Linked DNA regions of Mus musculus: regions 1, 2, 3, 5, 6 and 7 are each linked to region 4. A link is a contact called in public HiChIP or PLAC-seq and promoter capture Hi-C data. All regions are on one chromosome and are shown on one strand. Each heading gives the region's core, a stretch centred on a gene start, on an enhancer-like site or on the middle of the called end of the contact. The rest is flanking DNA. Distances are from core to core; before and after follow the strand shown. Region 1 holds the start of Fam160b2 (family with sequence similarity 160, member B2). Region 2 holds the start of R3hcc1 (R3H domain and coiled-coil containing 1). Region 3 holds the start of Chmp7 (charged multivesicular body protein 7). Region 4 holds the start of Sorbs3 (sorbin and SH3 domain containing 3). Region 5 holds the start of Tnfrsf10b (tumor necrosis factor receptor superfamily, member 10b). Region 6 holds the start of Rhobtb2 (Rho-related BTB domain containing 2). Region 7 holds the start of Dmtn (dematin actin binding protein).

The links. Promoter capture Hi-C pulls out the DNA fragments that hold promoters and counts their contacts. HiChIP or PLAC-seq counts read pairs in DNA pulled down with a chosen protein or histone mark. Capture Hi-C pulls out chosen DNA fragments and counts their contacts.
Region 1: a contact with region 4 is called in a promoter capture Hi-C map of embryonic stem cells. The contact joins the promoter of Fam160b2 here to the promoter of Sorbs3 in region 4. A contact is called at or near these places in 8 of 39 promoter capture datasets (the 3T3-L1 cell line, cranial neural crest, embryonic stem cells and 4 more), 1 of 115 datasets of contacts at active chromatin or transcription factors (bone marrow-derived macrophages) and 3 of 9 other capture datasets (adipose tissue, liver and pancreatic islet).
Region 2: a promoter capture Hi-C map of liver shows a contact between it and region 4. The contact joins the promoter of R3hcc1 here to the promoter of Sorbs3 in region 4. A contact is called at or near these places in 4 of 39 promoter capture datasets (the HPC-7 cell line, liver, neutrophils and 1 more), 1 of 484 Hi-C or Micro-C datasets (B cells), 1 of 115 datasets of contacts at active chromatin or transcription factors (pancreatic cancer cells) and 3 of 9 other capture datasets (adipose tissue, embryonic stem cells and liver).
Region 3: a promoter capture Hi-C map of pre-B cells shows a contact between it and region 4, with 4 times the contacts expected there. The contact joins the promoter of Chmp7 here to the promoter of Sorbs3 in region 4. A contact is called at or near these places in 11 of 39 promoter capture datasets (the C10 cell line, the HPC-7 cell line, cranial neural crest and 6 more), 1 of 484 Hi-C or Micro-C datasets (nephron progenitors), 3 of 115 datasets of contacts at active chromatin or transcription factors (extraembryonic endoderm stem cells, large pre-B cells and pancreatic cancer cells) and 1 of 9 other capture datasets (liver).
Region 5: a promoter capture Hi-C map of adipose tissue shows a contact between it and region 4. The contact joins the promoter of Tnfrsf10b here to the promoter of Sorbs3 in region 4. A contact is called at or near these places in 11 of 39 promoter capture datasets (the 3T3-L1 cell line, the HPC-7 cell line, cranial neural crest and 7 more), 1 of 115 datasets of contacts at active chromatin or transcription factors (trophoblast stem cells) and 2 of 9 other capture datasets (adipose tissue and liver).
Region 6: a contact with region 4 is called in an H3K4me3 HiChIP or PLAC-seq map of bone marrow-derived macrophages, with 5 times the contacts expected there. The contact joins the promoter of Rhobtb2 here to the promoter of Sorbs3 in region 4. A contact is called at or near these places in 11 of 39 promoter capture datasets (the C10 cell line, the HPC-7 cell line, cranial neural crest and 8 more), 8 of 115 datasets of contacts at active chromatin or transcription factors (the 230-238 cell line, acute myeloid leukemia, bone marrow-derived macrophages and 3 more) and 4 of 9 other capture datasets (adipose tissue, embryonic tail, embryonic trunk and 1 more).
Region 7: an H3K27ac HiChIP or PLAC-seq map of trophoblast stem cells shows a contact between it and region 4, with 2.3 times the contacts expected there. The contact joins the promoter of Dmtn here to the promoter of Sorbs3 in region 4. A contact is called at or near these places in 1 of 39 promoter capture datasets (embryonic stem cells), 2 of 484 Hi-C or Micro-C datasets (the G1E-ER4 cell line and embryonic stem cells), 1 of 115 datasets of contacts at active chromatin or transcription factors (trophoblast stem cells) and 2 of 9 other capture datasets (adipose tissue and pancreatic islet).

Annotation. Positions count from the first base shown.
Region 1 is chr14:70,598,270-70,602,209 of GRCm38.p6, forward strand. It overlaps Fam160b2 (family with sequence similarity 160, member B2), which reads right to left and starts at 1,566. Exons shown (of 17, transcript NM_194345.1): 1 at 1,473-1,566. The coding sequence starts at 1,517. Dmtn (dematin actin binding protein) reads right to left here. Exons shown (of 16, transcript NM_001252662.1): 16 at 3,915-3,940.
Region 2 is chr14:69,705,727-69,710,062 of GRCm38.p6, forward strand. R3hcc1 (R3H domain and coiled-coil containing 1) reads right to left here and starts at 1,858. Exons shown (of 8, transcript NM_001146012.2): 1 at 1,780-1,858; 2 at 1,328-1,455; 3 at 821-958; 4 at 1-152. The coding sequence starts at 1,437.
Region 3 is chr14:69,730,364-69,734,732 of GRCm38.p6, forward strand. It overlaps Chmp7 (charged multivesicular body protein 7), which reads right to left and starts at 2,207. Exons shown (of 10, transcript NM_134078.4): 1 at 1,828-2,207. The coding sequence starts at 2,126. It overlaps 4930480K23Rik (RIKEN cDNA 4930480K23 gene), which reads left to right and starts at 2,471. Exons shown (of 3, transcript NR_130157.1): 1 at 2,471-3,305.
Region 4 is chr14:70,205,806-70,209,581 of GRCm38.p6, forward strand. It overlaps Sorbs3 (sorbin and SH3 domain containing 3), which reads right to left and starts at 1,866. Exons shown (of 21, transcript NM_011366.3): 1 at 1,719-1,866. The coding sequence starts at 1,822. It overlaps Gm26908 (a long non-coding RNA gene), which reads left to right. Exons shown (of 5, transcript XR_874791.3): 2 at 1-1,049; 3 at 1,783-2,207; 4 at 2,974-3,117.
Region 5 is chr14:69,765,696-69,769,837 of GRCm38.p6, forward strand. Tnfrsf10b (tumor necrosis factor receptor superfamily, member 10b) reads left to right here and starts at 1,777. Exons shown (of 8, transcript NM_020275.4): 1 at 1,777-2,096. The coding sequence starts at 1,965. It overlaps 4930480K23Rik (RIKEN cDNA 4930480K23 gene), which reads left to right. Exons shown (of 3, transcript NR_130157.1): 3 at 1,370-1,418.
Region 6 is chr14:69,803,402-69,807,420 of GRCm38.p6, forward strand. Rhobtb2 (Rho-related BTB domain containing 2) reads right to left here and starts at 2,144. Exons shown (of 10, transcript NM_153514.5): 1 at 1,636-2,144.
Region 7 is chr14:70,625,753-70,629,729 of GRCm38.p6, forward strand. It overlaps Dmtn (dematin actin binding protein), which reads right to left and starts at 1,313. Exons shown (of 16, transcript NM_001252662.1): 1 at 987-1,313.

The DNA.
Region 1 (3,940 bases), core at 316-2,815, 390 kb after region 4:
TCAGATTGCTTTCTAAGATGACACTTGTTTTTATTTGGGACAGGAAGGAGAAGAAAAGGTGAAAAGGTCATTTTGGAAACTCCCTCTTGGGGGTACCCTAGGCCCTGTTCCTCACAGCAGAGCTGGACAGTGGGGGGAGGGGAGGTTACAGAAGTGCCTCCCTCTCCTTTAACCAGTTCTCCTAAGGCTGAGCCAATTGATATGAACAATAGCAGCCTAGCATGGTGATTTCATCCCAGCACTCGGGAGGCAGAGGCGGGTGGATCTCTGAGTTCGAGGCCAGCCTGGTCTACAGAGGGAGTTAAAGAATACAGGGCTACATAGAGACAACCTGTCTCAAACAAACAAACACCAAACACCAAAAACAATGAAGGTTCTGACTGGGGGGGGGGGGGGGGCGTCAGACCTAAGATTGTTTCTCAGGACACAATTTGATAGACTAAACCCATCAATTAGACAGTGTTCTTATACAATGAGAAAAAAATAATTAACTTTTCAAATAGCTTCTTGCAAGGCTGCTGAATGAAGTGACCAGGGACATGCACTTCCAGAAAAAAGGGGCCTAAACACAAACTGAGAGAGAGAGAGAGAGAGAGAGAGAGAGAGAGGAGAGAGAGGAGAGAGAGAAGGTAAAAGAGAGAGCGCAAGCAAGCTAGCTTTGCATGGAAACAACTCTTCCATTCAAAGCCCCTCCGGCAGGCTGAAGTCCCTAACTCAAGGTCAGCTGGCTCAGTGGCTTGAGATAAGCCTGCAGAGGGCTACTTCCGGGTTCTCGCGACCACCCACCCCTGCAAAGGTCTCTATCACCTTCTTCCTGGGACTTATGTCACTCAGGGCTGCAACTCCCATGCTAAGAGGGAACTCAGTGCGGGAACCCCTGCTCCCAGTAGTTGTCTGGCAGCTAAGAGAGGAAGGGGAAGGCTGTTGTCAATCCCAGGTGAGGAGGAATGGAGGAACGTCAGGAACGAGAAAGGAAGGCTGCCGGGCGGAGGAGGAGGCGTGGGGGCAGATCTGGGAGAAAGGGCTGGTGACAAGGGAACCTTTGGGGAGAGAAGAGTTACAAAGCTAGCGGAAGCTCTCGAGGCACAGGGAACGTTAAAGAAGCCGAGCGGAGCGCAGGCTCGGGGGACCGAGTCGCAGGTCAGGGAGTGGGACACAGGAAGCACAACAGGAAGCAGTGCGGAGGCCGGATCGAGGGATCGGGACTCAGGATCAAGGGAGCATGGCTCAGGATCACGAGAGTCGGGCTTAGGATCAGAAGAGCGAGGCGCAAGATCGAGGGAGCCGGTCGGTCTGGAGAGAACCCCGGAGCTAGGCGCTCCTGGCGGCCGCGACGCGGGACTGTACCCGAAGACGAAGCCCGGAAGCGGCGTCGGGGCCAGGGGAGGGGCCCTGCCCAAGGGGCCCGCACCTCACCCGCCCGCCCCCCTGCCCGCGCCCGCCCCTCCGGTCCGACCAGGGCCCGGCCTCACCGCCCCCACGGCCTCCTGCAGCAGTGCCCCGAGCCGGCTCAGCATGATGGCGGCCCGGCCCGGCTCGCGGCCCGGCTCCCGGTGGCGGCGCAGCGGTGGCGGAGGAGGCGGCCCAACGGGCGGGAGGCGGGACCCGGCTCTGAAACCCCGCCCCTGCCGGAGGGCTCGGGGGCGCTCTAAGCCCAGGGCTGGGCAGGTCCTGATGGAGGGCGGTGGGGAGCACCCTGGGAGCTGATGACCTAAGATTCCTTTGAGTAACACCCAGAGACTTCTAATTCCTCGTGCACCCTCACAATCCTACCAACACAGTAGCCCTGGACACACACGGCTCTGGAGTGTTTAAAATGACCTGGCCCTGACAAGCTGTGTCAAGGACACTCCAGAAGGCAAAGACATAGTGGGAAGAATTGACGACATGTTTAAATGTAATGGATTAGGAATATTGGAATAGGTTATGGCTAATATTAATTTCACCCTGTTGTTCAGTACTTTTATAAAAAAAAAAAAAAAGGTCGTTATTGGAAAAGATGTCCTCTAAGGTTTGCTGTTTGATTAGGAATTGATCCGAAGAGTCCCAGCAAAATCTGTCTCATGTCCCCCGCTCTGGAGGGAAAGAAAGCAATTGGGGTACACCTGCAATCAATCCCAGCACTCAGTAGTATCAACAATTCAAGGAGGTAGTGAGATCCCGTACCAAACACATACACACACACACACACTGACACACACACTCCGAACACAAAGATACATGCATACATACACACACACATACCACTCACACAATTACAACACACTGACACCACACACACATACACACACACACCACTGAGAGAGAGAGAGAGAGAGAGAGGTTGAAGACACGAACTGTTTAAAACAAAAACCAAAGCAAACAATAAAAAACAAGGGCTGCATGAGGCTCTTGGTTCAATCCTCAGTATCAGATAAGTAAATAGATAGATGGATAAATAATACATAAATTATATAAAAATTATGTAAATGTATATAGGTATTTACATAAATTATAAATGATTAAATTACTTACATCTATCTTAAATATCCAGGATATCCTAAAACTCACCATTATTTTTGTTCCAAGGCTGGAGATTATAGGCTTGTGTTACCATACCTGGGCTGCACTATAAATTCCAGGCCAGTCTTAGAAACATAGTGAGACATTAAAAACAAGAGTTGGGCCGGGCATGGTGGCACACGCCTTTAATCCCAGCACCCGGGAGGCAGAGGCAGGCGGATTTCTGAGTTCAAGGCCAGCCTGGTCTACAAAGTGAGTTCCAGGACAGCCAGGGCTATACAGAGAAACCCTGTCTCGAAAAAACAAAAACAAAAAACAAAAAAACAAAAAAACATGTAAATTGCACTTGATGTCACATGCCTTTGATCCCAGCACTCAGGGAGTAGAAGCAGGCAGATCTCTACTAGTTCAAGGCCAGCCTGGTCTACAGAGCAAATTCTAGGACACAGAAACCATGTCTTGAAAATGAAAAAGGAAAAGGAAACAGAGTTGACACATTGTTTTTTTTTTAATTATCAGATATTTTTGTTGTTCATTGATTTCATGACTGTAAAGTCAACTCTTGTTTTCTTTTTTCAAGACAGGGTCTCATATGGACCAGGATAGACTCAAACTTACTGTGTAGCTGAGGTTGACCTTGGACTCCCAATCTTCCTTTCCTTAGTGTTGGGATCTGGCATATGCCTGGTGTGTCCACTGCTAACAAGAGAGCCCAGGGCTCATGCATGCTAAGCAAGCGCTCTGTGCTGCATTCTAAGCCCTCAGCTCCTGACTCTAAATGGTGAGGTGTTTAGTAAATAAAACCAAAACAAAAGCTTCGGGAACCAATAAAGTTGCCCAGGTTTTACATCTTTGTGTCATGAGAAGGACGCATGAAGGACTCTCCCTAAGGCTTTGTTTTAGGGGGTCAAGAGCCTCACTTTGAAGGAATCTAAATTCTCAGGAGCTCCAAATCCTTTAGGACTTAGTGTCAAAATTTGTCCTACCACAAACATTTCCAGTCAATCTGATCATATGTTGCTTCCCTTGGTAACCAGTGAACTTTCTACAGCGCCCGGCTGTGAGTTCTAAGTAAACAGGGTCCGCTTTATAATCACATAGTCCATGTTGTCTGATAACATATGCGGAACCCAGTCCTGCTTCCCCTGGAAAAATGGCTATATCTCTCCAGTGCTGGGCAGCTGGAGATGTAGCTGGCTCTGCAGTAGAGTGCTTGCCTAGCAGGCCCAAGACCCTGGCTTTGATCTCCTGAATGCCCTCCCCCCAAAATGAGATAGGACACTGCCCTCAGCCCCCCAACACACACACACACCACACATATTGGTTTTATGAAGCCTTGGGTTTCAGGTAAAACGCTCTCTCGTTTGTTGGGTCAAACAAACCTTGCTCTCGCAGGTCTGTTTCAAGGATAATGCTGTAAACATAAGCCGACTTTACT
Region 2 (4,336 bases), core at 608-3,107, 500 kb before region 4:
CCGGCTTCCGTCCACGATGCCAGCGTCCTGCTGGAGCACCTCGGGGACCAGCAGCTGCTCCCTGATGTGAGGTATACCGAGGACCACGGTACTTGCTGGGATGGGAGGCAGGAGGGCGGCAGGGACCAGAGGGGCCATCTGAACTGGGTACTCTGGAGCAGGAACAGGAGTTTCAGGGCATGTTTGGGTCTACAGCAAAATAGCCTACTGGGGCCACCTATCATTCAGGCATGACACTGACAAGTCAGCATTAAGCAAAAGTCACAACCAAAATGACCCTAAAAACAATCTCTTACAAAGGCACAGTGGCAAAGGCAAGTGCCATCCCTGACACACCCAAAGGAGCTCCCCGGTGACTACTACAATCAAATCAGTGGGTGCTGAATCTTGGGTTTCACGATAAACAAGGATAATAATTGCATTTAGGAGCTGTTATTAGAACCAGAGTCACAGTAATAAGATATCCATCCTATGAGATGCACATGGCAATAAGGATGGCTATAGGCCAACACGTTCATGCCCTGTACCAAGGTCTCTCTGGAGAACGCGCTCACAAAGACGACAGGGGTGTAGACCCACCCTTACTAGCCCAACTGCTTGTGTGCACTATATTTTCTTTGGCCCAACACGAACAGCTGAACAGCCAAGTCAGTTGCATCCCTGATGAAGCAAAAGGCAACTGTGACTGTGGCCCTGGCTCCTACCAAACTCTACCCTCCTTGGCTAGCCAGCTAGTCCAATCATCACACACACACACACACACTCACACACACACACACACAGCTGCTGAGAACCCTCCAAAGCAGTAGGACAAACTCACCTGATGTCCAGGTGACAAATGACTGTCCTCCTCTTCCAGCCCTCCCCAACAGAGAAGCTGCTCAAAAGATCAAAATTCTCCGCCGTTCGATGGATCAGGTACCGCAGGCGGCTGGAGACTGGGGGAAAAAGTAGGACCCTGCAAAGGAACCAAATGGAAATAATAAGCTTGAGACCGCGGGTTCACCCCACACCCAATTCCCACCCAGGCCGCTCCCAGGTTTATGGTGGCTTTAACACCAGGCTCACTGTGCCCAAGCAGGTCCCTGCCTAATTGCAAAGTAGATCATCAAAGGGAGCTACAGTTCCCATCATCTAGAAGAAAGTGAGCACTTCTGCCTGAGTGGGGTGATGCTGCGATACAAAGGAAAGGTGTGGCTGGGCAAGTTGGCAGAGGCTAAAGGCAGGGCCTTTCTGGTGGACCAGCCAGTTACCTGGGCACAGAACCTGGGAGAGGGGCAAACCATGCCTATCCTGGCATTAAAAGCCACTCCCTCGTTCCCCGTACTTGGATAGCTGCTTCTGCAGCAGGAAACGATCGAGCTCCTCTTGGACCCGGTGGACAAAGTCATTTTCGGCCGAGGAGAGGAAGACACCGTCCAAGCAGAGAAGGGCCAGGGTGACAGATGGCAGAGCCTGTAGGAGCGGTGGCCAAGGCCGGGATCAGAATATGGGCCCAGAGGCCGCCCACAGCCCTAAGTGTCCCTGCAGCAAGGACTTTGGAGACTTTCGCAGCCCTGGCCACTGTGGAGCGGGATGGGAGGCGCGTGAGTGTGGAGCCGAGTGCGCTCACGTCCAGAGCCAGGCTGGATTCCCTGCTCCCAGCACCGCCTCGTCTCGCCGCGTGTTACCCGGGCTTTTCAGTTCTGGGGCGCAGCCCACTGAAACCGTCCCACAACACGCAGTCGTCCTTCCCTTTCGCGATCCCAGGAGGAAACACCCAACACCCTCAACACTCACCGCGGCAGCTCGGAAAGTTGCCGCCGCGCTCAGGGTCCCCAAGAGCCTGAGCGTCCCCTTCTTCCCAGCGGAATTAGCGCCATCGTGAGGCCGGGAGGAGATATTGCACGTGCCGCAGAGGGGCGTGTTCTTGTAAAGAGCTGGGGCAGGGCCAGAGCTGCTCTAACCCAAACGCATAGGGCTTCCCTCAAAGAAGCAACTAAGCAATTATTCTCTTGGGAAAATAGAGACCCAAAAAGGTGATATGACTTGTCTAGAGTTACACAAGTCAAAAGTGGCTCTGATTCCAAAGTCAGATAGTACTTTTATCTTCTAGAACCAATTGAGTTCTGCCAACACGAGGGAACAGCTACTAGATGCTAAATAGTGATGACATTATATATTTCTAATTTTAGGTTCCTTTGACCTGGTACCTAATGGAGGAAGAAAGAGGTAAGAGCGGGAGGCTGGAGCTGGGGAGATGATTTAGGAATTAAGAAGGGGAACCTCTCTCTGGTTTCAGGTCCCAGTAACATCAGCACTCGGACACAAACTTGGTGCACATACAAACAAGTAAATAAATCTTTTTTTATGGGGCTGAAAAATTGACTGGGCTGTTAATAATATTGCTCCTGAGGCAACCTAAGCTCAGATCCCAGCACCCACAGGGTGGCTTAGAACCATCAGTAACACCAATTCCAAGGGATCCAACAGCCTTTTCTGAACTCCTTGAGCAAACAGATGGTGCATATATATACAAGCAGACAAGACAATCCTACACCTCTGTAAACGTTTCTAAACACTGTATCCAGAATCTGTCCCCTATATCATCTCAGTGAGAGACCTGCAAAGGTCTCTTGTCACACAGAGACCCAAGTTGGGCCAAAGTGGGCCACTAGGTCCAGTAGCCACTAATACGCTGACTAGAGTTGAGTATCAAAACCTAGATCTAGTGTGCTTGCCAAACCAATGCTTATAGATATGCTATGACTAAGACTCAACACCTTTCGAGTATTGACACGGTGATCAGAAGTCCGGCACAGAAGCAGAAAACACAATAAGGCTAGGTGAGCTCAGTGAGAGAAGCTGGCGTCTTCTAAAATTTTACCCCAAATAGGAGGCATGATTGAAAGATTAAGGACTGATCCAAGCTACACGGGGTTGCACTCAGCTCCTTGGCTCCTGCTGGAGTGGGGGTCAGGAAAGAAGGCAGGAAAAGTTCCAGGACCTAACCATGTGACACCAAGGAATTGTATACCATGGTAAAAGGGTCAGATCACCACGAAGATATAGAAGTTCCAAGACTGAAAGCACCGAACAGAAGGCTCACAAAACATACAGTGGAAGCTCTTACAACAAAAACAAAGAAAGAAACAGGGTGGGGGGGAGGGAGGAAACAGAAAGAAAAACAAGTTAGCTGGGCAGTGGTGGCACACGCCTTTAGTCCCAGCATTTGGGAGGCAGAGGCAGGCGGATTTCTGAATTCGAGGCCAGCCTGGTCTACAGAGTGAGTTCCAGGACAGCCAGGGCTACACAGAGTAGCTCTGTCTCACAAAACCAAAAAGAAAGAGAAAAAAGAAAAGAAAGAAAAAAAGAAAAGAAAAAGAAGTTAATCAAAAATTGCACATATTCCTCAACTTAGAGTGGGGTTATAATATGCCCACTATGAATTTAAAAATAATACATATTAAGATACTGTCAATTTTTTAGATGGTTATTGATCTGAAAGCTCACTGGTCAGTTGGCCCAAGTGGCAAAGTGCCAGGCCAATGAGAGACTCAAAACAGATCATAAACTAGAAGGTGCCTGAGGATGGGCTCTTGTGGTTGTCCCCTGGCCACATGCTTGCCCTGAACGTGCATACCAACATCTACAGCACACACACACACACACACACACACACACACACACACACACACACACTACAAATACAGACCCTTACACAAGAAATCCATAAATAGATAATTAATATACCTAAGAAAGTATTAAAAAAAGAAAAATAGACATTTTCTTTAAACAAAGAAATGAATCTACAGATTAAAACAATGTTCCAGAAAATAATAAACAAATGGCTGGTGCAGATAATGCTAAAAAAAAAAAAAATTGCTTTGGTATTGGAGAGATGGCTCAGTGGCTAAGAGCACATACAACTCTTGCAGAGGACCTGAGATTAGGTCCCAGGACCCACATTATGCTGTTCACAGCTACCTGTAATTCCAGCTCCAGGGGATCTCTGGTCTTTACAGGAGCCTGCACTACACATGTGCACATGTACACATATACATGTAATAAAAAATAAAATAATGTTTGGGTTTTGTTTTGTTTTGTTTTTCAAGACAGGATTTCTCTGTATCGCCCAGGCTGGCCTCGAACTCAGAAATTTGCCTACCTCTGCCTCCCAAGTGCTGGGATTAAAGGCATGTGCCACCATGCCCGGCTAAAATAAAATAATTTTTAAGGTTGTAAACTCATATGTAACATTATATATGTATATATACATATATATACACACACACACACACACATATATATATATATGTATATAGTTAGATAGAAGCCAAGGGAGGGGGGATTGAAT
Region 3 (4,369 bases), core at 957-3,456, 480 kb before region 4:
ACCCCTTTCCCCTCAGAGGCATTATATTAACATCATCACCATCATCACCATCACCTGTCTATTCTGTACCAGCTACTAGAGGCAGTGTCACCTGCACTCTAGTGTTCAGCCTCCTAACCACTTTGTGCAATAGATGGTATCACCATCACGTTAACTAAAGAGGCGACTGAGGATCTAAGAAGGCAAAGAAGGCCAGATGGCACCCGGTTTGTCTGGCCTCAAAAAATGCAAATGTCCCACTAAGGCAACAGAGGCACAAAAGGCTTCACTGGGCCTATGTGGAGGTTTTCTTCTATCAACAGGCCTGGGAACAATCAAATGAAAAACCCTGTGTGTCATGCAGATCCGAGGAAGAAGGCCAAAAGCTACACAGACTGGGGTTTTATGCTGCCTCTAAGCTAGGCTGGAAGTGAGATGTATTTCCTGGTGGTAGTAACAACAGCAGCCAAGTCTACGAAATACCGGCCATGGGAAATTACTGCTAAGGGTTGTATAAAGATCTTCAAGTTTTCACAACTGACCTATATAATGTTACTGTGATTTGATAATTGATCAAACTAAGGCTTATAGGTGGCACCTGTATCCTATGCAGGCCACAGCATAGAAAATAGTAAAGCCAGGATCTTCACAACGGCGTGGCCCTTGAGCAACGCTGTAGATGTATGGATATCAAATTTGGACAAGTACCAGGATGTTTCAAGGATCAGGAGCCAGAGGAGGTCAAGGTGTTAAAGGTCTCTGGATTTGGACAGGCTCCACGACTGTCCTGTATCAGGAGGCCCATTTTGGTTTTGTCCCTTGCTGACTTAACTGTTTTCCACCTTGGGCATCTGGTAAAACATTTTTCAAAGGACAGTTTCTCAGAGGAGAATTTCAGGACGGTTTCTTAGGTCAAGGTCGGGCAATGAAAGGTACTGGGAACAGAAGTCAAGAAGGGCGACCATTTAATGAGAAAGCATTATCCTAAAACAAACGCAGACCCTTGGCTTTCTCTTTGTTCATAGAAAGAGACACGGTGCTGGGCTGAGCTGGGCTGGGCATAACATGTACAGTGTGAAATACAAATGATTTCGAATTCAAAGGAAGGATCCAGCCCTGGGGTTACTCTAGCTGTGTAACCTGGAATAGGTTAATCTCTCTGAGACTGTTTATTTTTAATAAAGATAACTGCATTATCTTGCCCTGGACTATTAAAAAAGCCAGAGAGTGGAGTTTGACAGTATCTGAAACCATGAAGTACCAGTCATCTATCAGATATGCCACCTCTTCAAGCACAACCTGAACACTGTATCTATCACACACATTTATCACATAAAGCTCTTTCAGAGGCCCCCAGCTACACAGTTAAACTCTCCTCTCTGGTCTAAATAATCTCCGTCCCGGACATACCAGGAAAGGCTACTTGTACGACCTGTACCAGAGTTCTCTTGTCAAGATGTCTAGAATCCCATGAGTACTCTCTCCTTAGCTCTGTTCTCTCTTAGTTCAAAGTACCCACCGCAGAGATCTGCTGTAAAAGTAATTCAAGTCTGGAGGTCCTGTGGAAATAACTGCATAACAGGATCCCAGTTCAAGTGTCCCGCTGACACCTCTGCAAAGATGGGTCTCTTCTGGACCATTCTGCCTATCCCCAGTCACTCCAACCATCCCAGCCCCTCTTTCTCTCTGAGTCCAGACATCCATCCGTGGAGCAGCCTCCTCGTCCCCCTCCTCCTCCTCCACCCACTGAACAAACCCTGGACGCGGAGTCTGGGCTGTCAAGGGGCAGGTCTGATGTCAGCCCTGGGGAGCCGCCCCCCGCCTGGCCCTCTCGGCCTCGGTCCTCACCGCAGCAGGTCCTGCAGCACCGTAGCCAGCCCCAGCGGGACACTGCCCTTGCGCTGGAAGGCCTCCTGCAAGTCCCGCAGTCGCAGGCGCACCACCCCTTGGCGGCGGCTGTGGCTCAGCACCAACGGAGCCCAGAAGCCCATCTTGCTGTCCCAGTCGGTGCTGTTCACCTCGCGACTCCTCTTAAAGGCGGAGAACAGAAAAGACATGCGCTCCTCATCCTCCTCCCACTCGGGCGGCAGGAGGCCCGCCGGGTCTCCCCCGGTCGGGGCCTGGGCCTCCCGCTCCGGGGACCACATCGGAACCCCAGCCCCGCCAAGGAACCGAACACAAGCCTGGCCCGGGTCCCCTTCCGCCCCAGGTCCCTCTCGGCTTCCGTCGTTCCTTCACGCCCTCCTCCTCAGCCATCACGTCACCACCGCCGCCTGTGCGATAAAAGTCCCGCAAGTCTTCAGGGCGCAGGCGTGGCGCGGCATTCATTTGGCCGGGAGGGAGGGAGGAGGGCGTTCTCGCCCGAGAGAGGCAGAACGCAGGCGCCGGACCTTCTCTCCGTGGCCTTTGTGCGACGGGAAGGCTTTTGCGCGTGCGCCACAACCATAGAGTTTGGCGAGGCGTACTAGAGGGGCTACCTATTGCACCTCCCGGGTGGTTCGGGCTTAAGGTTAGCCAGGCTGAGGCTATGGGAGCTGCAGGTGGATACACAACCTTGGATCTGGTGTAGCTCTCCTTAGCCCAGAGACTTTTAAGTTAAACAAACGCCCAAGATACCTTTCTTTCACTAGAATATCAGCCGATTAACAAAAATGGTCCCAAAGCTCCGTGACACTGGACCCATTTTTAGGGCTAGAGATAGTCTTCTTAATCACTTTCTTCCCGCTCTTTAGCTCTGGGATGTCCTTTTTCTCCTGAAAATTCATATTCTGCCAGGTCCTTTAAAAAAAAAAATCGTTCCAACTCTCATCTGAAGCTCCGGCTGCCTTGGCTGCCAGTTTAGCATTTGTCTCTGACCTTTCTGCTTCCTCGAAGGAGAGGGCAGACAGCGATGCAAGTGTCTTGCAATGACAGCGCTACTGCAGAAAATACTTTATGGACTGAGAGGTACTTAAACCTTACCCTCTAGTTACTTTTCCGTCTTGAAGAGTCTTACAAAATTTGTTCAGTGTTGAGAATAAATTGTGGTGGTGGTAGTTATAGCCGGACCGTTCAAAAAGAGACTAGGACGAGCTGTTTTTTAATTTGAAATTTGCACAGACCCGGCCGAGGGCACGCACTCACTACAAGTCTAGAGAGACTGCCCCGACCGTTAAAGACAGGTTTATAAAGGGGAAAACTACTGGTTCCATACTTCCATTAACGTGGTCGCTGTTGGCAAGCATGACAGGATATGAACTTTTAACAAAAATGAGGTATAGCACCATGGCTTCTCTGCTTGATCGAGGAGCAGAAAACCTTCAGGTTACAGAAGCAGGACGATGCAGGTTAGTAATAGTTCCCATAAATACCGTGTATTTATGTTTTGCTTACTTGTGTGCAACTGCACCGCGTACGTCCAATGCCCACAGAGACCAGAAGAGGGTGTTGGATCCCCTGGAATTGTAGAATTGTAGTTTTAGTTGAGCTCTGCCCTGCAGACGACGGTAACTACAGATCCAGCCTGGAAATATGCTGATTTTTAAAAGACTTATCAAGCAAGCAAACAAACAATCTAAAAGGTGAAAGGAACTGTTGGTGTAAACGTTAAAAATTAAAGCGAAAGTTTGTTTCGACTTAGGAAAAAGTAATTTCTGTTAAATAGTCGCCTTTATAAACTGGTATTTCCAGTTTGAGGGAAATGTGATGAGTTTCGGGCTTCAGAGTAGTTGAAACAGTGTTAAGGTGAATTTTCATGAGCATTGAGTTTCATTGAATTTTAATAAGCATTTTGAAGGAGGAAATGGAGTGTTTAGTTATATGATGTGTGTACTAATTGCTATCTATGTGCTATATTCCTCAAAGTGTGTTCAAAATATCTCACTTAGCGGCCTTTTTTCAAATACTTTCGCTATAGTTCTCATAGTTTGTAAGGTAGCCTTTCCCACTTTACCTGCTTTTACAGAAGAGGAAGGTGAATCAGGTGGAAAGGAGCAGAGGAGAGCCAGAGAGGGGAGAGAGAGGGAGGAGAGAAGTGGAGAGGAGAAAGAGGTGCAGAGAGGGACGGAAAGGTGGGGCAAGAGAGGGAGGGAGGAGGCAGAGAGCAGAATTCCAAATATCAAATCTAGTGAAACAAATCTGTACTGTGCTACCCGTTAGGCCCAGTAAAACTAGGTCTTCTCCGCCCAGCGAAGGATTCCACCTTTTACAGGCGAGCAAATTGCTTTATCTGGGTCTGCTTGCATCTGAAAATCCACTCCATTTCACCCTTCCAGGCGGCAGGCAAGGTTGGCTTTCACCTTCTGGAGGCTGAAAGGATAACTGGGAACAGAATCAGTGAAGCCAGGGACTATGGGTACAAGTCTCCCAAAACTGACCTTACCTTTAAGATATGAGTCTGCCACAGGTATGC
Region 4 (3,776 bases), core at 616-3,115:
GGCAGGAGCATCCCAGCCCGCTTCTGCCTGGAGCAGCCGCGGCGAGCCCTCGGGGAAAGAGGGCAGGGAAAAGTGCGGGTGGTCACGGCCCTCGTGACTGGTCAGGACGCTGGGCCAGGCTCGGCGCCCAACAAGGAAGAGAGCGGCCGAGGGGGCGCGCTAGGAGGCAGGACCCTGAGATGAATGCGGCAGGAGGAGTTTGGGACTTGGATTTGAACTGTGAGCCGGGGCTATGCTGGAGTAAAGTGGAGATGCCTGCTACTCCCTCACTCACTCCCGCGAGTGCCCTCTGTCCGGCGACGCGCCACGGGAACACTGTGGCCCCTTGCCCAAGGGGCCGGGCTGTCCAGGAGGCGGTGCCGGGAGGGGCCACCGAGGGTCCCCCGGGAGCCCGCTGGGTTTCCCAGATGCCTTCCCCGGCCCCCACCGCAAAGCTGGAGTCAGAAAGGGGCGGGAGGGCTGGCGGGGGCCACTCAGAGTTTCCAGCGACATTTCCAGGGTGTGGGAAGCGAGCTGCTCCACAAGAGCCAGGACACAGGGCAGGAGTGATTAACCGAATGGTCCCTGAGTGCCAGAGCCCGGGTGGGGCCGGAATTAGATACGCAGCCCTCGGCCTTGGAGAGGCAGGAGACAGGCCCGGAGGCAGACAGGCTGGGACCGAGATAAGTCACGGTGGCCCAGGAACAAGGCAACACCCGCTTGGGGAGAGAGAGTTCATGCTTGTTAGACCTAAGCGCACTGACCAGGCGTTTGCAAACACTCGTGTACTGGCAAACGTGAGGATGCTCACACACACGTGCAAAGTTTGGGGGAGGGAATCGACCGGCTCCCTGGACGTGCCACAGCATTGAAGAGGATAAGGGTGGGGCCCTTTGGGCGGGGATGAGGTTAAGAGGGTCTTGGTGTTCCCATTCACCGTATTTGTTTTGATCCTGCTTTTCCGCTGTTCCTACAGTGCTGACTGCTGACGCAGATCTGAAGGACACCGCCCACTGGCTCCCCATTCTCTCTGGCCCTCCCTCCTCCCCTCCTCGTCCAGTCTTCTGCTGGTAGGTGCCAGGGCAAATGTTTACTGACAATGGAAACCCTGGAGTACTCCTAGCCTAGGATTCACTGCGAACCCAAGTCCCCAACAAATCAACCGGTAAAAAAAACGGTTTCTGGTCCACTGCTGAGTATGGTAAATGACACCTACTGCCTTTTAATTGGTGCCTGAGCCACCTGGAGTTAGTGTTTCCCAGGACATCACAGCCCCTAGCACGCTCACCTCTTATTAGCTTCACATTTTCCCAGTTGTGGGGGAAGAACTGTTTGTGGTGCCCGCAAACAAAACCCACCCCCACCTCCCGGGAAACTTAGGTCAAGGACAGCTCAAGAGATGAGCGTGCCAGAGCTCCCATGAGTGGGGAGTCTTCAGGAAGCAGTTTCATAGGCTTCCAGAGATGTAAACCTGCTAACAGGGCTCTGATTCGCATACGTGAGGTGTTTTTAACGGATGTAGGTATTACACAGTACACGGTGTTTGTGGGAGGGGCGGAGGTAGGAAAGCTGAAGGGAGAGAGATGGAGGAGTGGAGGAGCTCTGAGACCCTCTTTGAGGTCAGGCAGCTGTACACAGCCTCTCTGCCACTTGATTATCCACCCATTCCAGGGAAGCAGCCTCCCCCTCCCCCAGGGGATTAAAAGTACTACCCATGTCCCTCTTTAAAGTTTTCCCACCTGTTAGGGTCCTTGGGACTAAGAAGGGCTACATCACTTTCATTGTCTTCTTTGTTGTTCAAAGACGAAGCTGAAGATCTTCCCACTCCAAGAATCCTGGCCATCCCCCTTCACCAGCAGTGAACTTCTTAGGCTCTAAGGCTCTGACCTGGACTCCAAGATAAATATTTAATGTAGAGGGTGCCGCTGAGCTGCCGAAGGTCCCAACTTCCTGTTTCTCACAAGAGAAGGCACAGTGTGGGCAAGGGAGCTGAGGACTGGCTACCAGTCCCATCTCTATGGGGATGGGGAGTCTAGTAAACAGTCTTGGAGGATGTAGGTTGGGAGGAACGGGGAGGGTGGCAATGGAGGGCTGAACTGCTGCAGCTCTGCTTTGTCAGTCAGGCCGGGGCTGGCTCGCCACCTCTCAGGTTGGAGCTCACTGTGTTCACAAGTATTCGGATGGCTTTACAAAACACGGAGGCACGAGGCGCTAGGACCGCAGGGCAGGTAAGTCCAAGGAAACTTAAATAATCTCCTGCCCTCTTTTCTGCCCAGATTTAGGGAGAATTCTTCCTCTTTTAAGAAGATTAGGGAGAAAAATGTAGCAAGAATTCAGAGACTGGACTTAGAGAGCCAGGTGTCTGGTTTCCTGACCCCTCCCCCTAGCTGTAGCTGGCTGCTGCCTGCCTGCCTCACCCTGAGTAGCTTCCAGTGGCACATTAGAGCCAGGTAACATTGTCCCAGATAGTGCAGCCCTGGTCAGTATGCCATGCTCTGTCTCCTGCACACCCTTCTGCTCAAGAGGGACCTCCTTCCCTAGTAGTCGGCTGCCTGCACCCCTCCAGCATGGCCTTGGGTCAAGGACTGCCATGGTTGCCACAGCCACCTGAGCCCATGTAAACACAGTTACGTAACTGCTCTGTTTTTTCTAGCTATCTGATCCCAGTCACCAGGAGCCCCACCCAGCCCCAGGCAGCCAATTCTGTCCTATGCACATTCCCCCACCCCTCAGCCCCATAGTCCTCTTGTCCTCCGCCACCAACTCAAAGTACCATTAGTCAAGTGACTACCAATTAGTCTCAATCACAATTAGTGTCCAGGACAGTCTAGCATTTGGATGAGACACTGACATCTCTGCTGCAGGCCTGACCTTCCTGTTCGGTAGAAAGGCACCGGCTAGTTCCTTCCCTAGGACAAACTTCAGTACATTCTTGAGGTAGGCTTTCATGTCCTTTTTGGTTTGTGCTCTTAGAAGAGTGTTCTCTTTCTACAGATCAGAAGGGAGTAGCCAAGAACACACGGACTCTTCTAGAGTCCGTAACCAACCCAGCAGTGAGGAGCTGAAGCCAAGTCACCATAGATATACTAGCACAGATCTCGACTCTGTTTCATCCCTGGGGCCATCTCCTGATTCCAGGTCTGGCAGTACTGCCAACTAAGCTCTATCAATGGGCCCACCTATGCCAATCACTCATGAGAACAGGGGCAAGCAAGGGAGGGAAGTGAAATGACCCACTTTGGGGCTCCAAGGGCCCTCTTACACACTGGTCTATCTGGAAGTCTGAGGTTTTTTTTTGGGGGGGGGGAGGGGGTTAGTCACTGCAAAGTGAAGGAACTCTAAGGGAAGCAACAACAATAAAAAAACACAGGGCAGGTCAAGGCAGGTCAATGTCAGACCTGGAAGCAAGGACAGGTATGTAAAACCCCACAAGAACAAGAGCCTGGAGATTTCAGGCCTGCTTTGAGCAAATATTTTCATAGCACACATATCATGGGCATCTCATGTTTCCTGGCATCTAAACCCCAAAGGCAGTGAAAAGAATCAGTTCCTGCCCAGTTTATCCAGTCTGTCCTCCAGGAGGCCTGGACACTGACTGACATCACATCCACCATGCGTCCCTTTTCGTGGATAAACAAACAGATGCCATGGCCAGACAGGAATGCCTGAGAAGGACCAACCTAGACAGGCTTCCTTTGGTTCTTACAAAAGGATGGAAGGAGCAAGTAGGTGACAGGTCTCGAGAAAGCAGACTTTGCAGAGTGATGCCCTCAGAGGGAATGGAAGTCAAGTCAGCC
Region 5 (4,142 bases), core at 527-3,026, 440 kb before region 4:
CTCTGGCCAGCCCCAGTTACAAACACATCCTTATACACTGTCCATCTGCCTCCTCCTGGCTGTTTTGTACAGTGAATGTCTCATAGGACTCAGAAGGGAGTAATGACTTATGGCTCTATCTCCTAACCCTGGGAGTATAGACCAAGCACACCCAGGAGAGGGGGTCGTGATCTCACAGGTTGCACATGGGCCACTTACAGCCCCATCCAGTTTCCAGGTATGTCCCATGATACATCAGCTTTTGCTCATGGACTCTCCCTCCTCTGTGGCCTCGTGGGATCTGTGCTGAGAACCTAGAAGGCCAGCTGGCCACAGTGTCTCCAAGCAGCTTCGAGCTGCTTCTTGTAATGCTGGCGTCATCTGAGCCAATTGGGGAGAACTCGGGTGATTAGACAGAAGTTAGATTTTTCTTTCTTTTGAGACAGGGTCTCTATTATGTAGCTGTAGCTGTCTTGGAACTCTCTATGCAGACCAGGCAGGCCTTGAACTCACAGAGGTCCACCAATCAGAAGATACAGGTTCTTAACAAACCGAATACTTTATTTTGGTACTAGAAAGCTTACAGAATTATGTCAGGTTTTAAGCAACTTACTTCTTTGAAAATATGCATTTCCCCCCTACAAAATTTTGTTTGGGGTTGTGGATTAAGAAGTAAACTGAGGCAAATGTGATGATGTTTGTTCAATGATATTCTATACTGGAAATCTGGAGGCCTGAAGCATATGGAAATTCAAACTCTTGTTATAATTGGTTTGCTTTTTCAAGACAGGGTTTCACAACATAGTTCTGGCTGTCCTGGAACTCAGTATGTAGACCAGGATGGCCTTGAACTCACAGAGATCCACTTGCCTCTACCTCCTGAGTGCAGAGATTAGAGGCACCAGTACACCTGCATGTATATGTACGTGTATATATGTGTGTATATATTATATAATGTGTATATGTGAGATATATATGTATATACATATATATATGTGTGTGTATAAATGTGGAGAGAGAGATTGATTGATTGAGATTGTGAAATTACCAAAATGCACTGATGTGGGTAGATGAGGTCATCTATTCTTTTTGTTTGTTTGTGTTTTGTTGGTTTAGGTGTGTGTGTGTGTGTGTGTGTGTGTGTGTGTGTGTGTGTGTTTAAAGACATGGTTTCTCTGTGTAGCCCTGGCTGTCCTGAAATTCACTCTGTAGACCAGGCTGGACTCTAACTCAGAGACCAGCCTGCCTCTGCTCGTGCTAGGATTGAAGTGCTTTACCACCACGGCTAAGTGTGTTCAGTGTTCCAAACGTTACAGAGACACGGATTGATTTCGCTTCTGTTACTGGGGTGAGACCATCCATTCTATCATTTCCTTTTCTGTGTTCTCAGATACTGCCTGGTAGCATACAACTGTAACAAAAACAAATTCAAGAAGAGGAAGAGAAGAAGAGAAGGAGAGATGAAGGAGACAGAAGATGAGGAAGGAGGAGTACTCACTACTACAGACATCTTCAAGTCGGCTCCTCCAGGGACACAAGCTGAAACTCAAAGGTGAATATCATATTAGTCAAAATATGAAGGGACAGGCAGACCTTTGAGTATTACGAGTTGGTTTTTTTTTTTTTAATAAGCATGGGCGTCTCCAACCACGACCTGACAAATATAATAAAAGTGGTGTGATTCTTTAAAAAAATAAAAGTTGTTCAGATTCTGTCCGGCGACTGCTCCCAAGTTTTCATATTAGGTAGGATCGGGGTTGGACGCGTAATCAAGCTCCTCCCAAGGTGGATTTCCCCACCCCTGCCCGGTGCGCGCGCAAGCCCGCGGAGGTTGGAGGTACCACTAAGCGTCAAGTCGCCGCGACAAGAATCCAGAACTTTTCTGGGAGTGAGGAAATCCAGAGAACTTTTTTAGGAGTGAGGGGACAGCCATCCTTCGTGGCTTTTGGGAGCTGAAGCCGCAGGGTTTCGGATGAGCTGACACCATGGAGCCTCCAGGACCCAGCACGCCCACAGCCTCTGCCGCTGCCCGGGCAGATCACTACACCCCAGGCCTCCGGCCACTCCCGAAGCGCAGACTTCTATATAGCTTTGCGTTGCTGCTTGCTGTGCTACAGGTGAGTGTGGCGCGACTGCGGTGCCCGAAGTGGGAAGCCGGCCAGGAAAGGAAATGGCAAGGAAATGTCCTGAGAGCCGGGCGCGCACGTGCGTGTGGTGGGAGAGGTCTGACACTGCGGGGGGTGGGGGGGACACGACTCCGCGGGGGTCCAGGTAGGCCTCAACAGGGAAGCCTAGAAGGTTCGATGGTGGGGTGAGAGGGTTGGGGGGGTGGAGTGAGAGGGGGGGTGGAGTGAGGGGGGGTGGGGGACCCGAAGGTGAGGTGGGTCAGGACTGGATGGGGAGGTGGGCGGAACACTCTAGACTGGGAGGATGTGAGGCGCCGCTCTGGTAGAAAAAGGTCCTGACGGTAGATGAGAGGTCCTCAAAGATGGTGGGAAGAAAGTTCTGGCGTTGGGTTGGGGCTTGTGGAGATGGCACGCGAGGGGCGTGGCGAGCAGCTGACCCAGCAAAAACGCACCAGGGCACCCAAGGTGGAGCAGGGAAAGGGAGAGGGGACAGTGGGCGGAGGAAGGATCCAGTTACCCTGTAGGATCCTAAGGACAGAGAAGGCCATGGTGGGGGAGCCAGGTGGAGGGGGCTGTTGGGGGGAGGGGGTGGAGACCCTCCCTAGCTGCTGGACATCCCTTTCCAGGCAGGAAAGGAAGCCTTGCCTGGTGTTAGCTTTAGCTGCCAGAAAGTTCTGTTCAATTTCCGCGTCACATCACTGACTGTACTTTTTCCAGTTTCTTGGACTCTGCAACTTACTGGGCTTAAAAAGAGTAAAGGGGCCCTGAAGAGCCTAGAATCGGGCCTTTCCCCTTCTGCCAGATGAGATTGTTGAGGGGAATTCCAGTGTCTTGGAGTCCATTGTTTCTAACTTCAAATAGAAAGGCACACAAGTGTCTTTTTAGAGACACTTATTGTATATATTCTTATATTATATTCTAGACTCATTTCCACCAGGCTGGACACAGTTCTCCACCTTCTGTTTTAATACTTCACTGTTGGGCTGGAGAGATGGCTCAGCGGTTAAGAGCCCTGACTGCTCTTCCTGAGTTCAAATCTCAGCAACCACATGGTGGCTCCCAACCATCTGTCATGAGATCTGATGCCCTCCCTCTTCTGGAGTGTCTGAAGACAGCTACAGTGAACTTACATATAATAAATAAATAAAATCTTTAATCTTCTTTAATCTTCTTCCTCCTCACTGTTGAGGAGGAACATGCATATGTCTGAAAAATAAGTAAGTAGAACGAAGGAAGGAAGCAGAGTTAAGATGTGTTCAGGTAGTACCAGGCAGCCCTGCCTATGGACCAGCGTGTTCATCCTCTCTTGGCTTCTAGTTACTTTTAGTATCACTTCTTTAGCTATTTGGGGGGAAAAAAAGAATAAGAAGAAGAAAGAAAGAAAGAGAGAGAGAGAAAGAGAGAGAGAGAGAGAGAGAGAGAGAGAAGGAAAAAAAGAAGAGAAATGAGCAGAATAGTAGTTGAGAACATGGAGAAATGGGTGGAGGGGTGAGCTGTTACTTTAATGGTTACAGACTTAAGAGTTTTAAGATGAAGGGAATTCTGGGCTTTGGTTACAGGACAGTGTGAACACAGCAGTACAGGCCTTTTTGTTTAAAATGATTACGGTGTTAGTTTTACCTAATGTATACCTGAATGCGTGTAAAAAAATCTTTGTGCACACTTATCTTGGGTTTCATTCCTGTGAGGAAACGCCACGACCACGAGCAACTTATAAAGAAAACATTTAAGTGGGGCTGGCTTACAGTTTCATGGGTTTAGTCCATTATCATTATGGTGGGAAGCATGGCAGCATGCAAGCAGACTTGGTGCCGGAGGAGCAGAGAGTTCTACATCTTGATCCACAGGCAGCAAAGAGACTGTGTACCATACTGGGTATAGCTTGAGCATAGGAGACCTCAAATTCTGCCCCCACAGTGACACACTTTCTCCAACAAGGTCACACCTCCTCCAATAAGGCCACATCTCCTAATAGTGACATTCCCCATGGGCCAAGCATTCAAACCCATGAGTCTATGGGGGCCATACCCACTCAAA
Region 6 (4,019 bases), core at 894-3,393, 400 kb before region 4:
AGTTTCTGAACACGTGAATTTTGGTAAATTCACGCCAAGGGAGCCTGGGTGGGAGGAGGTATTTGTCGTCTTATGTAATATAGTATTATATAATGCTAGATTGCATATCCATATGTGTAATTATATCTCCCTTTAAGATACAGGCTGGCCCAATTAAGCCAGGAGAACTTTTTTGTCTAATCAGGCCTGTCTTAAGTGAGGATCCTGTCCAGACGACACCATGGCAATATTAATGTAACTTCTGTTCTAGAATATTACTACTTTTCTGGATCACTGCTGATGCATGACAATACAAACCATGCGGTGAACTTTCCCACTGTCCCTTTCCCTCTGGCACACCCTTCTTCAGTGACTGGACACTGTTCCTCTCAGTTGTCCCAGCCCCATTCCTCCAGAGCCTCCTGACCATCCTCCACCCTCATCCAGGGTATCACAACCTCCAATTCACTGATTCCACCCCCTTGACAATCCTGAAGCCACTGAGATTTCCTCCCCAACTCTTGTCCCCAAGTTACCCCCCCCCCCCTTCACAAACAGTGTCCTGCACGTCAGCTTCCCCAGTTCTTTGTGCTCTGTCCAGGACAGATCCGAAGGTGTGCTCGGATTACCCACAAACCTCAAGGGCTCCCATTCCCACCCCCGCACCCCTACACACACTGTTTGCAGAGCTCAAAAGCCCCCCTTTCCCTCCCACAGCTGATAGGAGGCTTGTTCATCTGTGGCTGCCCTAGTCTGGTTGTCAAGGAAACGACAATCTCCCTGGGAGCCTGGCTTGTCTCCTAGCAACCAATATCCCACATCCTGCATCTTACAAAAAAAAAAAAAAAAACGTGAAAGGGAGGAAAATCGAGAAAATGAAAGTAAAAAGCAAGGAAGGTGGATAGAAAGGAAGACTCGGGAGGAGAGGAGCAAAGGAAAGGTCGGTTTGGAGTTAAAGGAGCTCCCACTGTGGACGCTGACATTGTAATATGGGCGAAGGTGGAGGGGTGGATCCTCCCTCCCCACGCAGAAAACGTAAAGCAAGGCCCAAAGGGATCTTAAATGATCACATTAACAGAAACAGAAGCCTAAATACAGGATAAACCTTTTCAACCCTAGGCTACCCGAACATTAACAAAGAAAGCTCAAGAATTCCACCAGTAGTTTGCCAAAACTCAGCTGGACAGACCACAGTGGAGTTGACTTCAAAGAATCAGCTAGCTCCACTGCCGGCAGCAAACACCGCAATTGTACTGTTTTTTGTTTTTGTTTTTGTTTTTTTAAAGAAAGAAAGAAAAGAAAGGAAAGTAAAAGAAAAAGGAAAAAGGTACACCTCTACCACTCTGAACCTCTTATTTCCCTCCTGACATGCCGCTCTGCACACACAATTTTTTTTTAATGAAATAAATAGGGAAGGGGGAGGGGCACGACACACCGATGCAAAACATGTAGTTCTCCCCTAAAAACACCCAAGAAAGGTTAGTTTCTCTTCCCTCTGAACTGTGCAGACTCAGCAAGTGCCCAAGGGAAGAGTGGAGCTCAGGGGAAGGCAGGAGGGACGCAGGGAGGAGAGGGGAGGGTGCTGAAGGATGAGCCAAGGCGAGGTGGCACGTTTGCTTGCAACCCGGCCATAATAGAAATCAATCGTGTACTTACACCACTACATGTGACGGGGTAATTTCTAGTGTAGGGAACACATCTCTTCCTGCTAAGCACGCTCATTTTAGTGAGATGTCTGGGGTCACTCTGCGCGTGCAAGTTGGGGCGCCGCCGACGCTGCTGCTCTGTGCTGGAGACCCAGACTCCTGGGGTCCCGGTTCAGGTACGATCAGAAGAAACTCTGGCACAGGAGCCCTGGTCGGACCGCGGCACGTGAGCAGCCTGGGGCGCTGCACTGCAGCCACTGCCTCTTCCGGATCAGCATCTCCGCGCGACCCGGGCGCCCAATGTCATGGAGGCTCGCGGAGCCGGGTTGCGCGCCGCCGCTCCGACCTCCGGCCGCTGGGCCGCGCCGCCGCCCGGCTGCGCTGCGGAGGTTGCGGGCGGCGCGCTAGAGAGCGAGGCGCCGGGTGAGGCCGCCGCACGCGCGCAGCCTTAAGACGCCGAGCGCCGCAGTCCCCGAGACCGCTCACGACCTCCTTTTTTCATTCACAAAAAAAGCAAAGTTGGGGGGGTTGGAGGGGAGAGGGATTAAAAAAAAAAAAAGAAAAAAAAAAAAAAAGGAAAAAAACTGCACCCAGGAACGGTTGCTGTGACAAGGACTGCCCACAGCGGCGTGTGGTTGGTGGAGAGCGGAGCGATGGGGATTGGACACCCAGAGGCCACGCCCGAGACACGCCCCCGATCCCGGGAACGCCTCCCGCTCCTCTCCTGGTTTTGCACCTCCTCCCTTTTCCCCTGGGAGCCACGAATGGCCAGCAGCTGACCTCGCCAGTCTCAAAACCTTGCAGGACTCTCAGGATAGTTTTCCCCAGGAGGCTAGGAAGAAACTCATCCGGCGGTGCGCCCTGAGAATGCAAGTCAGAGGGCCACGGGAAGATTTTCCTGTTTCTCCCTAATTCAACCAAGCCTCTACCCCGCACACAGCTGCTCCGAGTACTGGGGGACCTTTCTTTTTTCATTATCCCTGCAGCTCCGACTTCTGTAGCTCTTAGTGAGTTTTCTGTATGGATACCCGTACTTTTTGACCTGTCTGCCACCTAGACCTTCTTTAGAGGTTCCCATCCCAACCTGTTGTCAAAGAGAGTTCAGTAGAATCTCCATAACTTTGCAAAGAATGCCAAGGAAATATTAGCCAGAGAATCCCTACCTAAGTCCTCTGTGGGTGCTCTAAATATAGTGACTGTCATCCCCAGCACTTGGGTGGGTGAGACAGAAAAATTGTCATAAGTGCAAGACTAACCTGGGCTACAAAGCAAAACCTTATCTCTAAACCCTAAAATAAAAATGGGTTGAGTCTAATGCCATCCATTCTGTTCATCGGAAGGAAGCGTCTGCGGTCCCCGGTCAAGGCTGGGTTCCATAGATTGGTCGGGACTGCTAGGAATTACACATCTTACCAATTCTCTCTGGACAGTTTTTTTTAAAGCAGCCTGGCAAACTTCACACAGCAACCTCCCCTATCACACTTCCAATGTCCTTTTTGAGAATGCAGATCTGTTTTAATGTTGGTTTATGCAAAATATGATATAAAAGAGAGGTTTACTACCCCTCTCCAAAGTCAAATAAAAACTGGATTTTTGGCCAAAATACACACCTCTAACCCCAGCATTGATAGGATTGAGGCAGGAGGATGGAAAGTTTGAGGTCAATATGGCTGATGTAGGGAGACCCTGCTATAAGCAAATAAATACTCAGTTTGTATTGTCTGAAATATGCCCTGTCTGTGAGTGCCTAGGACAGAAAGTTGCTCACCAGGGCGCCTGTAGTAAGTGTGTACTCAGGTTCGTTTAATCATTGTGCAGTAGGCAGATACTTTACTGTCCCTGGCCTCCAACACCTACCCAGAGCGGAAGAGAAGGTTGACAGTGACTGGAAGTGCTTCCTCACACTTCCTGTTCAGATTCTGCCTTCATAAAACAAATACTAGTTCAAAGGCATGTTTAAGAAAGAAGGTAGGGGCTAGTGAGATGGCTCAGCGGATAAGAGCACTGACTGCTCTTCTGAAGGTCATGAGTTCAAATCCCAGTAACCACATGGTGGCTCACAACCACCCATAATGAGATCTGACGCCCTCTTCTGGTGTGTCTGAAGACAGCTACAGTGTACTTATGTATAATAAATAAATAAATAAATAAATCTATCTTAAAAAAAAAAGAAAAGAAAGAAGGTAGAAGCCGGGCGTGGTGGCACACGCCTTTAATCCCAGCATTTGGGAGGCAGAGGCAGGCTGATTTCTGAGTTCAAGGCCAGCCTGGTCTACAGAGTGAGTTCTAGGACATCCAGGGCTATACAGAGAAACCCTGTTTCGAAAGGAAGGAAGGAAGGAAGGAAGGAAGGAAGGCAGGCAGGCGGGCAGGCAAGCAAGCAAGCTTTGCTCA
Region 7 (3,977 bases), core at 63-2,562, 420 kb after region 4:
TGCCGCCCTCCTTGCCAGAGCACTCGCCCACTCTCCCTGCCAGACCCCCACACAATGACACATGGTGCTAAGGACACCTACTTGCACCCACCCACTGATCCTCCCCTTGGCACCCGTCATCTGTGCTCACAGCTCCCTGGCATGGCCTGCTGAACCCATCCCTGTTCTGAGCACGTGAACCCCAATACTCCCAGTGCCCTCACCTGACCCATCCCCACATCCCTCCACTCCCACTGCACCGTTGCCTTGCTTGTCTTAGACCTACAGCCTGGCAACCAGTCTTCTGGGAGGAGACGCACAGGTGTGCCTGCCCAGCAAAGGAGTATGGCGTGTCTGGTGCCGAGAAAGGAATCCCTTAGGACCCCCGGGGCTCTCCAGGTTTATTCAGCACCCAGTCTCTCTCAGTACACTAGCTGCTCGCAGGCAGAGAGCCAGGCTAAGCTCTGCAGTCACACCCTGCTACACAGCCTCATTCTTCGACGAATCCCTACCCTAACCAGGCTAACCTCAGCTAGGAGGGGCTCCAGAGTGGGCTGGAAACCAGCGGCTTTGGCCCCCTCAATGGACCCCTGCCACTCCAGAGGGCACCTGGCCTGGCGGGAGGGAGGCTGCCAAAGATGTCTTGCATCATTCAGCAAAAAGCTAACAGCTCCCTCCACAGACTGTGCCCCATGCTCCCACCCCTTGAAATTCTGGCCACAGAAGCTTGGGGGGGGGGGTGTCCATGAAAGGGAATGCTGGGGCCCATATGGACTCTTTGCACGGCAACAGCCTAGATCCTTCCTCCCAAATAAAAAGGGAGTTTGATCGGGTCAAACCCAGCTGAGCACCTTGTCTGGCCACCTAGGCCTATTCTCCCACTGACCATTTTCCAAAGCTGACCCTGTCCTAGCATCTCTGATATCACCCAAAACCATGGCCAGATCCAGAGGTACAGCCCAAAATACCTACGTAAAGAAAGAGAGGCAAAAGACCCTGTCACCTACCTCCTCCCAGACAGTGGGGCCCAGGCTCTCTGAAGCCCCAGGAAGCAAAAGGCTAGGCCCTGGTCGACTGGGTGGCCGCGTTTTCTCAGGAATCTAGGTAAGAGGCAGCTTCTCCAGGAACCCAGCCGCGCTTTACGAAGCACAAATAACAGGAAGAAAGCCGGCTTAGGGTGGGTGGGTGGGGTGGGAGCTGGCGAAGGAGGGGAGCTGGTCTCAGCTCAGCGGTCTGATCTCCCTCCTGAACCCCCACCCGCTTCACCAGTCCCCTGCTGCTCTGCAAGCCACCGGCTTGGGTTCCCGGAGCTGGGGAGTCCGAGTCTGGTGTCTGGTGGGCGGGCAGGACGAGGAGCGGTCTCTGGGCGGGCGGGCCCCGGGCCCCTCCCCACCAACAACTGATAGTGGCGGGCCCCAGGGTGTGTGAGTGTGTGCGTTTGGGCGTGTTGCTGGTCCAGTTCATCTCAGCTGCTGCTGCTGCAGCTGATCCATTTCAAACAAGGGGCTCATTCGCTGGCATCATGACGAAGCAGAATCGGCTGCGCTGCGTTTTCCCCCTTTCCCATATCCCGGCTCTGCAATATCCACACTCAGAGCCTCTCCAGCAGAGTTCAAGTTAGCGGCTGTTACTGATAACTGAGGGGAGCTATGCCCACCCGGCTCTCCAAGAACCTGCAATTCAAACCCCATTCATAATGCTCCACCATCTTCCAGAAGCAGATGAGAGGCTCTGTGGGGGATCCCCCCACCTCTGGGACAGGGAACAGCAGGGGCACCCGAATTGGCCATCCAAACATTAACCCTCTCTGAGGAGGACAGATAGAAGGATGGAAGGAACCAGGTCATAAATACATCAGATTCAGATTGGATTTTCTGTAAACTTGATCCCCTGGGGATCGTAGTAGGGGCCAGGGAGAGAATGAAGGACCGATTTTTCCCAGGAAAGCTGTTTTTGCAAAAGGAAGCTTTCTATCAGATGGCATCCATATTCCAAAGAGACATGCCTTCTCTCTGTGGCAAAACTTCAACCATTCCAGGCCTCCAATGTTGGCTTTGGGGTGCATCTAGAAAGCCTAGCCCTCTAACCCCTATTAGCACTAACTGGCCTCTTCCCCACCTCCATGTCGGCTGCAGACTTGCCTACCTAGGCAGCCTTGCCGTTGCCCTGGTAACCACTGCCCACAGCCGGTCAGCTGATGATAGCAGCAGCTATTGGGGCAAAGCTAGGATCTGGAGAGGGGGCTCTGGGGTTTCTGAATGGAAAAAAAAATCTCAGGGGGAGGGGCTTGAAGGAGACAGGTAAGACTATGGCCTCAGCATCCGACCGACCGACCGACCGACCGACCGTCTTCAAAGAAAAGAGGACTGGAGGAGACAGGAAGGGAGGGGTGTATCTGGAGTAGCAGAGGACAGGGACGACTGTAACCTGAAGGTGGCTTGGGCAGAAGGAGAAATGACAGAAGGCAGGTAGCTGAGTGGCCGTGAAAGGGGGAAGGAGGACCGGGAATCCAGGCTTAGCTGCTGGGATGCAGCCACTGTGGGCCCTGTGGAAGGGGCAGACAAACAGAAACAAAACCAAACAAACAAAACCCCACCTGGGCTAGGGGAGGGACATCCAGTCCCAAGGAGATCTGCGTGGGGTATACCTTTAATGTGTAGGAAGGGGACACAGCCTTGGAGGAGGAGCTACCAGTCCTTCTCCATAGCTAGCCCTGTCCTCAGCCTAGCCTCTCACTGTCCCTTCAACCCCACCCTTGCCGGCCAGCCTGCCCGCCCCAGTCTGGGTCTGAAAGAGTGGTGGGGAGGGAGGCCTACTCCTAAGCATTCCCCATCCCTCTGGAAGACCAAGGACCCAGGGATCTGACACTCGGCAGGCCCTTCAGATTCCTGACTCTGCTCCTGCCTAGTTTCCTCATCCCTTGATTAGCAGTCCCTTCCAGACCCCACTCCAGGAGACATGTTTTCCAGTATAAGGGTCTCCAGAGGTATGCTGGGAACGAGATGATGTCAGAAAGGAGAGCTGTAGACAGGAGTGTAGAATGAGGTGGGTTAAGAGCCCTGGGTAGGAGTCAAAGATCCAGGAGGGGCGTCCCTGCCTGACGGAAGAAATCAGCCTATGAGGCAGGGGAAGAGAGAGTCCAGGGAAAGGGCCAGGAGGAGGGGAGCATGAAGGAGGGTTCTCAGTACCTTCAAGGGCCCGGGGCGTGGGGCAGGAACACAGCAGCCTCTGCGGTGACATACACCTCCATCCCTCAGCGCATCTCCTCTCCGCCTCCCGTTGCCAAGACAACCTCCTGGCAGCCCAGGCCCAGCTCAGCAGCGATGGGAGGGGGAGGAGAAAACGCAACTCCTATTGCTTCTTCCTCAGGGAAGGGAGGGGGCCTGCAGAGCCTATAATGCCCCTAACTGTACCATACCAAGGTGTGCCCGCCTCCCACTCCCTCCTAAGCCAGGATAGGCTACAGGAGTGCTCTGGAGGGAACCGTAATTCAGGGCCAGACAACAGGCTGGATGGCAAGAGGACTGCCTTATTCCAGGCAGCCCATCCGGTAGGTGGGGAAAGGTGAAAGGGACACAGGATTCACAGCCCTGGTGTCAAAAAACCACATTCCAGAAGGTCACTGGCTGGGCTGGACATGTGGCCATGGGCTTCTACCTCTACCTGGGTACCTCTTTCAAGTCCCCAACCTCCCCCTACCTAGACAAAAGTCTGAGTCCAAGAGAGCCTCTTCTAGTCTCTCTAGGCCCAAATCCACTCCTCCACACCTCAGTCACACAGTGCTTGGCAATGCCCCCAACCCCCATCAGCCAGACATCTCCGGCAGGCAGGAATAGTTCTAGAGCCCAGTTGGCCCAGGAGCCAAGAGGCCCAGGGAGTTAGAGCTCCCCCTATCGTCCGCATGTTGTCAAGGTCATCCGTTGCTAGGAGGAATGTGGTGTGGAGGTGGGGATGAGTGCATGGTGAGGGATGGTGGAGGTTAGCTGGGCCAGGAGACC